Regions from separate parts of the Sus scrofa genome. Here region 1 is linked to region 2. The links are chromatin contacts, called in public Hi-C maps. All regions are on one chromosome and are shown on one strand. The core of a region is the stretch at or near the end of the contact, and the rest is flanking DNA. Distances in the headings are between cores, read along the strand shown. Region 1 holds the start of LOC100522551 (carbohydrate sulfotransferase 6). Region 2 holds the start of ADAT1 (tRNA-specific adenosine deaminase 1).

Region 1 (3,192 bases), core at 85-2,584, 90 kb before region 2:
TTGGGTGAAAATCTTGCTCTACAATCAGTAGGGTGTGTGACTTTGAGCAAGTCACTGCTAACCTCTCCATGCCTCACTTGACTAGTGTAAATGAGGCTTTAACAGCGCCTACACACTAAGCGCAATAGAACCCTTAAGGCTCACTGAGCAGCACGTTATTCTCATTAGCGCTGGTACCTGGCTCACTCCCTCATGCTTCACATCAGCCAAGTCCTTTCTGCTCTTGAGGCCTCCGTTTTCCCATCCTCGTGCCTCCGGGACAAGAGGGAAGAGAAAAGAGAGTTAACATTTGCTGGGGACCTACAGCTGAAGCCAAGAGAGGTCTCTATTGTTGCTCAAGGTCCAGCAGCCAGAAGCAGGGGCCTCAAATTCAGCTGGATCTGGTTCTCAACTGGCTCACCGAGCTGCTTTTCCCCCAGAGGTCGGAGGAGAAAGCCCCTAGAGAGGGCTTTCGAGATGAAGGGCATACCGTTTGAAACTCAAGTTGCAAGAGACAAGGTATCCTCAGCCAGAGACATCGTGCGCTGAGGCCCCAGGAAGACACTTTCGAACCAGCGCTTGAGAAGGTAATGTCTTTTTCACGTTCTGATAAAACCACCTCCACCACCATCACCTCGGCTCCTCCCCGCACACCTCCCCGCTGTCTCCTCGGATGTGCCACTGCCCGGGCCCAAGCCGCCCAGGGTGTGGTCATCCCGCGCGGAGAGGACAAGCCAACGTACCCCAGGCGAGGCGTCCCTGCCCGACGGGCGCGGCGGGAGGCTCACGTCTCTGTCCCCAGTCCTAGCAAAGACTCCTGGACGTCGTCTCCTCCAAGTTCCACTCCACAGCCTCTCTGTCTCCCCGTCGGAAGAATCCGCAGGGGCTGATTTGTTCTGCAAGGTCCCAAAGCTGTGAAGGGGCACCCAGGGACACCGGGGACAGGCAAGGGGCACGGCCCTGGGAAGCGGATACCAAGATGTTGGAGGCACCTGGAGACCCAAGGCGCCGGGAATCTGGAAACAGAGCAGGAATCCCCTAAAAAAAAGAGAGAGAGAGAGAGAAGTGTGGTAAGAACGGGAAATTGGGGGAGTCTTCCTGGGGCAAGGACGAGAAACAGATGCCGCCCCCCCTGCCCCGGAACCCTACGGGGCCGGGCCCCGCGCCCCACGCCCCACGCCCCACGCTACCTGTGCGGCCGCCCGCAGGGCTGCTCAGGCGCTGCCGGCCGGAGCGAGCGCGCACAATGAGGCGCTTTCAGACGTGGCTGCGGTCCCGGAGCAGGCGGGAGGGAGCCGGGGCGGGAGGGAAGGAAGGAAAGAGCCGGTTGGCCCCCGGCTGCAGATACCCAGCCCACCCCCGGCCGAGGGGCCACGCCTCGGGGGAGGGGCGGCCGTCCAGGGGCGGGCCCCGCGGAAGGCGCGCGGCAGCCGGCCGGGGGCTGCCCGAGGCGCACGGTTTGGCTACGGCTGTGAAAGGGTGCTCGCGGTCACCCCTCATCCCAATAATTGACCAAAAAAACAAAAAGCAAAAACAAAAACCCAAACAAGCTTGTCCATCCCTCCAATCCCCAGAAAGGAGAGGCCCGTGGGAACACAAAAGGCCCTTGTGAAGGAAAGCGAATCTTAATTTTGCCCCTCCTCGCTCTCGGTGGCATCCTCGCGGCCAAATGACCTGGAATCCAAACTCTTTCCCGAGCCCCCAGCCTCAAGCCTAAGCCAAGTCCCAGGCACCTTGATGCCAGGAGAGTCTGAGCTGGGAGGGCCCAGGACACCAGGTGGCCCTCAGGAAGTAGGCCTGCAGCTGGCTGTCTCCCTCCTCCTGGCCCCTCTCTGCCCTCATCTCCACCCAGAGGCTCAGGCCTGATGGCAGGTCCGAATAAATACAGGTTTTGTTTCAATAAATAAAGATGTTATTTCCTCCTACAGATAACAGAGCAGAGTTCAAGCATCTGAAAAAGACAGAGCATCCTGACCTCTCATAATCCATGGTGGGATTTAAAAAAGAAGCCTCTGCTGCTGCGAGTATAAATTAGTGCATTCTTTCCATGATGCGGTTTGGCAAGATGAATTAACATCCTTAAGAATGGTCATACGCTTTTTGAATTGGAAATTTCTTTCTAGGATCTAGGAATTTTTTTCCCCTTTTTAGGGCCGCACCCATGGCATATGGAAGTTCCCAGGAGTTAAACCAGAGCTCTAGCTGCTGGCCTACTCACAGCCACAGCAACCAGGATTCCAGCCTCCTCTGTGATCTATACAACAGCTCAACGAAAGGCCCAGTGCTTAACCCATTGAGCGAAGCCAGGGATGGAACCACATCCTCATGGATACTAGTCGGGGTCGTTATTGCTGAGCCACAATGGGAACTCCTCTAGGATCTATCTTAAGGAAATAAATTAGCAAAAAGGATTTATATGCAAGGTTCTTAGGAGGGTTGTTTATGAGAGCAAATAATTAGAAACAAATGATTAAAAAGATGTGTATCTGTGTATCAGAATGCCAACAGTGATAACTTTTTTTTCTTAGGGCCGCACCCGTGGCATATGGAAGTTCCCAGGCTAGGGGTCCAATCGGAGTTACAAGCTGCCTGCCTACACCACAGCCACAGCAACACAGCATCCGAGCTGTGTCTGCAACCTACACCAGAGCACATGGCAATGCCAGATCCCCGACCCACTGAGCGAGACCAGGGATTGAACTGGCATCCTCATGGATACTAGTCGGATTCGTTTCCACTGCACCACATCAGGAACTCCCAACAGTGATAACCTCTGGAGAGCGATTTACAGACAACTTATTCTCTTTAGGTTTCTGCAATTACACATTTTCTCCTATAGGCATTTAGAACCTATGGGGGAAAATTTTTTTTAAGCGTGTACTTGAAGAAAAAGAAGACTTTATTAATCTTAGATGATGGGAGCTAAGTGGGACTTTATGGGCCTCACCTGATTCAAAAGAAACGGGATAATCATTTGGCAAAATTAGGGATTTCCCCTGCCAAATATTAATTGTCTCAAACCATGACTTAGCCAGCGGATAAAATCCTATATATTTCTCACCTTTGCCTCCTCTGGCACCTACAACGTGCAGATTCAGGTTCAGAGCTGGCAAGGGGGGATCTGTAAATAACTTGATATTCACTAGACGCAGCTGTAATTTTCCAGCCTGTGGTTTCCACATGCCGTGTGGATTCCACCAAAAACTCACGTTT
Region 2 (2,817 bases), core at 31-2,530:
GAAGAGACTCTAATGCTGTGGTGGTCTATCTAAGCAAACCAAGATCTAAACAATTTCTTTTCTTGCTTCTGCACTTATGCTACATCAGTTTCTACCTTGGCTCCTGTCTGCAGAGGGCTCCTAACTACTTCCACTTAGCTTGTGCCTGATTGGAAAGGATTTTTGCTCAAATAAACTCATAAAAGTTCTAAAATGCCTCAGTTTATAATTTACCAGTTCGGATGTGCAGGCCTGTTATTTCAATAAATGGTCATGGTAAATCAGACCACAGTGATTTAAAACAAGAATCCGGAAGGCACTGACATAAATTACGACTTTAAAGTCAGAGAACCAGCCTAAGTCTTGTATCTCTCTGAGCAAAAGAAAAGCATGGGCGAGCCCAGAATCCTCCATTTAGAAGGGATTTCTCTCTCATTTCAGGGGCAGAGGGGACATACAAGGCAGTATACTTTATGAAGGCAGATACTCTGGCACCAAACTGAAATTAAACCAGAGGCACGCATCACAAATCATAACAGCCAAAGACAACTTGCTAGAAGAAACGCTGACTCCCTACGATACAGCGGCTCAAAACTGTATCACCACCTTATTCAGAGTTGAGTCTGGAGGAGCGTGCCCAGTAGCGGAAATGAATAAATGTTTTGCTGTACTGCGTCCACTATTCTCTCCTAGAACTTGAATAATTTCTTCATATGAAACAACAGTTTAGTTAGACATGCACTTCTTTGCCCACAAGGCGGCATGTTTTAACAGCGGCAAAAAGTTTAAAAACCCACTTCCTTTTGAAAGAAAATTCAAGTCCGGAAGGCTGTCTGGGGAAAAGGCTTTAGCGAGGTTGGAAGGGACGCCTATTTTCCTTAGCCTCCCCTCCTCAACACCCTCCAGAGGCCCATTCGGCCAGGTATGGGTAACTCCAGGCCCGCGCAGCAGGGACAACGTGCACGCCTGCCCGCTGGAGTTATGCGGTATGCAACCCCCGGGTCACGCGCCCCGCGCTCGTCCGCAGCAGTCGCTGTCGGCGCAGGGATGTCAGCATGAAAGGAGCCGCATTTTCCCACCAGACACGCCGCTGGGTGCGGGGGAAGGTCCGCAACATCCACTTCCCACACAAAAAGGGGTCGAGAAAGTCAGACCTACAGCATCTTCCCCGGGAGCCCCAGGGCCCTCCCTATCCTGTGCGCCCTCGGCCCCACGACCGCAACCGCTCACGGACACCGCCCTCCCACCTCCTCGACACGCGCTCTCGAAGGGAGGAAGAAGACCGCGCGGCGCAGCGGACGTGACGTCACAATGAGGTGGCCCTCCCAAGCCTGTTCCCTGGAGGCACGCAGTGCACGCTGGCCCTTGTAGTCCTCCAGGGGCCGGAGCCAGGGGGCTGCAGGGTGGATCCTTAGAGTCCGTCGATTTGCGTTGCTCTGCGTAGATACAGATGTAATGGGCTCAGGGAGGCTGATTCCCCGGTAAGATAGATTCGTACGGTAGAATGAGGTTGTATGTTGGAACACTAGTTTGAATTTTTGTCTAAAACAGGTCTGTCCAGTAGAAATATAATTCGAGCCAGATATGTAATTTAAAATGTTCTAGGCGCTATATTTTAAAAAGTCAAAAGAAAAGGTGAAATTAATTTTAACCATATATTTTAACCCAGGTTATCCAACATATTTCAACGAGTAATCAATATTTAATAAAAATGTTCACTTATTTTACATTTTTTTACACTAACTTAAGAAAACTGGTGTGTATTTTATATCTCAGTTCTGACCAGCCACATTTCAAATGCTCAATAGCTACGTATGGCCGTTGGGTACTGTAGTGGACAGTGCTAGTCTAAAACCTTCGGTTTGCCAAAAATAGGTAGTATAGCTGTTTGGACATTTCAGAAGTCTGTATCATTCAGCAGTTTTTTTTGTTGTTGTTGTTTTTGTTTTTAACTCAGTTCCTAATGATGAGAGAGTTCTCTCAAATGCTAGAGGAGTGCAACTTAATTGACCCCATCCTTCTCCCTAGATCACAGGAAAAGGGCCACAGGCTTCCTCCAAGGATAAGGACCTTGCTCTTCCTCTCTCTCCTACAAGTCTAGAACTTGGGACCATACTTGTTTTTGTTCACCCCCATACAGCAGTTAGCAAATTGTGAGCCTTCAGCTGTTTAAGGGGGTATTTGTCATTTTTCTTGCCAAATGCCACAGATGTCTACAGCTGCTTCATTTCTTCTCTATCTCTGGCATTCTTGAGGCCAGACAGCTGGCTCTGCTCTAGTCTACTACTAAACAGCTTTTTTTTTTTTTTGTCTTTTTAGGATTGCACCCTTGGCATATGGAAATTTCCCAGTCTAGGGGTCAAATTGGAGCTGTAGCCACCGGCCTACGCCAAAGCCACGGCAACACAGGATCTGAGCCACTCGGTGAACTACACCACGGCTCATGGCAATGCCAGATCCTTAACCACTGAGCGAGGCCAGGGATGGAACCCACGTCCTCATGGATACTAGTTGCACTCTTTAACTGATGAGCCACGACGGGAACTCCCTAAACAGCTCCTCATTAATCCTTGTTGCCTTTCCAGTGGTCCACATTGATGGTACAGTGTTGCCAGAAGTCCAGTCCCTTATCTTGACCCCACACCCCTCCTTTGGTGAGATGATTGTTTTTTTTTTTTAGTTAACAGCACCTCGCTGAAGGATGTGCCATAGAAGTGTTTCTTCTGAGATACCACCTCGTCATGTAACCACCACTACCAAGTGCTTCTGGAGTCTGTGCTTTAACACCAGCAAAGATTGAGATGCTCAGCATGCTCTGAAGTTGTTCCCTGTTAGTAG

The links. Hi-C and Micro-C count contacts between places; a contact is called where the count stands out from the background.
Region 1: a Hi-C map of epiblast stem cells shows a contact between it and region 2, with 2.1 times the contacts expected there. The contact joins the promoter of LOC100522551 here to the promoter of ADAT1 in region 2. A contact is called at or near these places in 3 of 47 Hi-C or Micro-C datasets (embryonic fibroblasts, epiblast stem cells and skeletal muscle) and 1 of 2 datasets of contacts at active chromatin or transcription factors (skeletal muscle).

The regions. Positions count from the first base shown.
Region 1 is chr6:12,164,320-12,167,511 of Sscrofa11.1, reverse strand. It overlaps LOC100522551 (carbohydrate sulfotransferase 6), which reads right to left and starts at 1,334. Exons shown (of 5, transcript XM_013998171.2): 1 at 1,170-1,334; 2 at 723-1,017.
Region 2 is chr6:12,074,826-12,077,642 of Sscrofa11.1, reverse strand. It overlaps ADAT1 (tRNA-specific adenosine deaminase 1), which reads right to left and starts at 1,280. Exons shown (of 10, transcript XM_021093768.1): 1 at 1,227-1,280.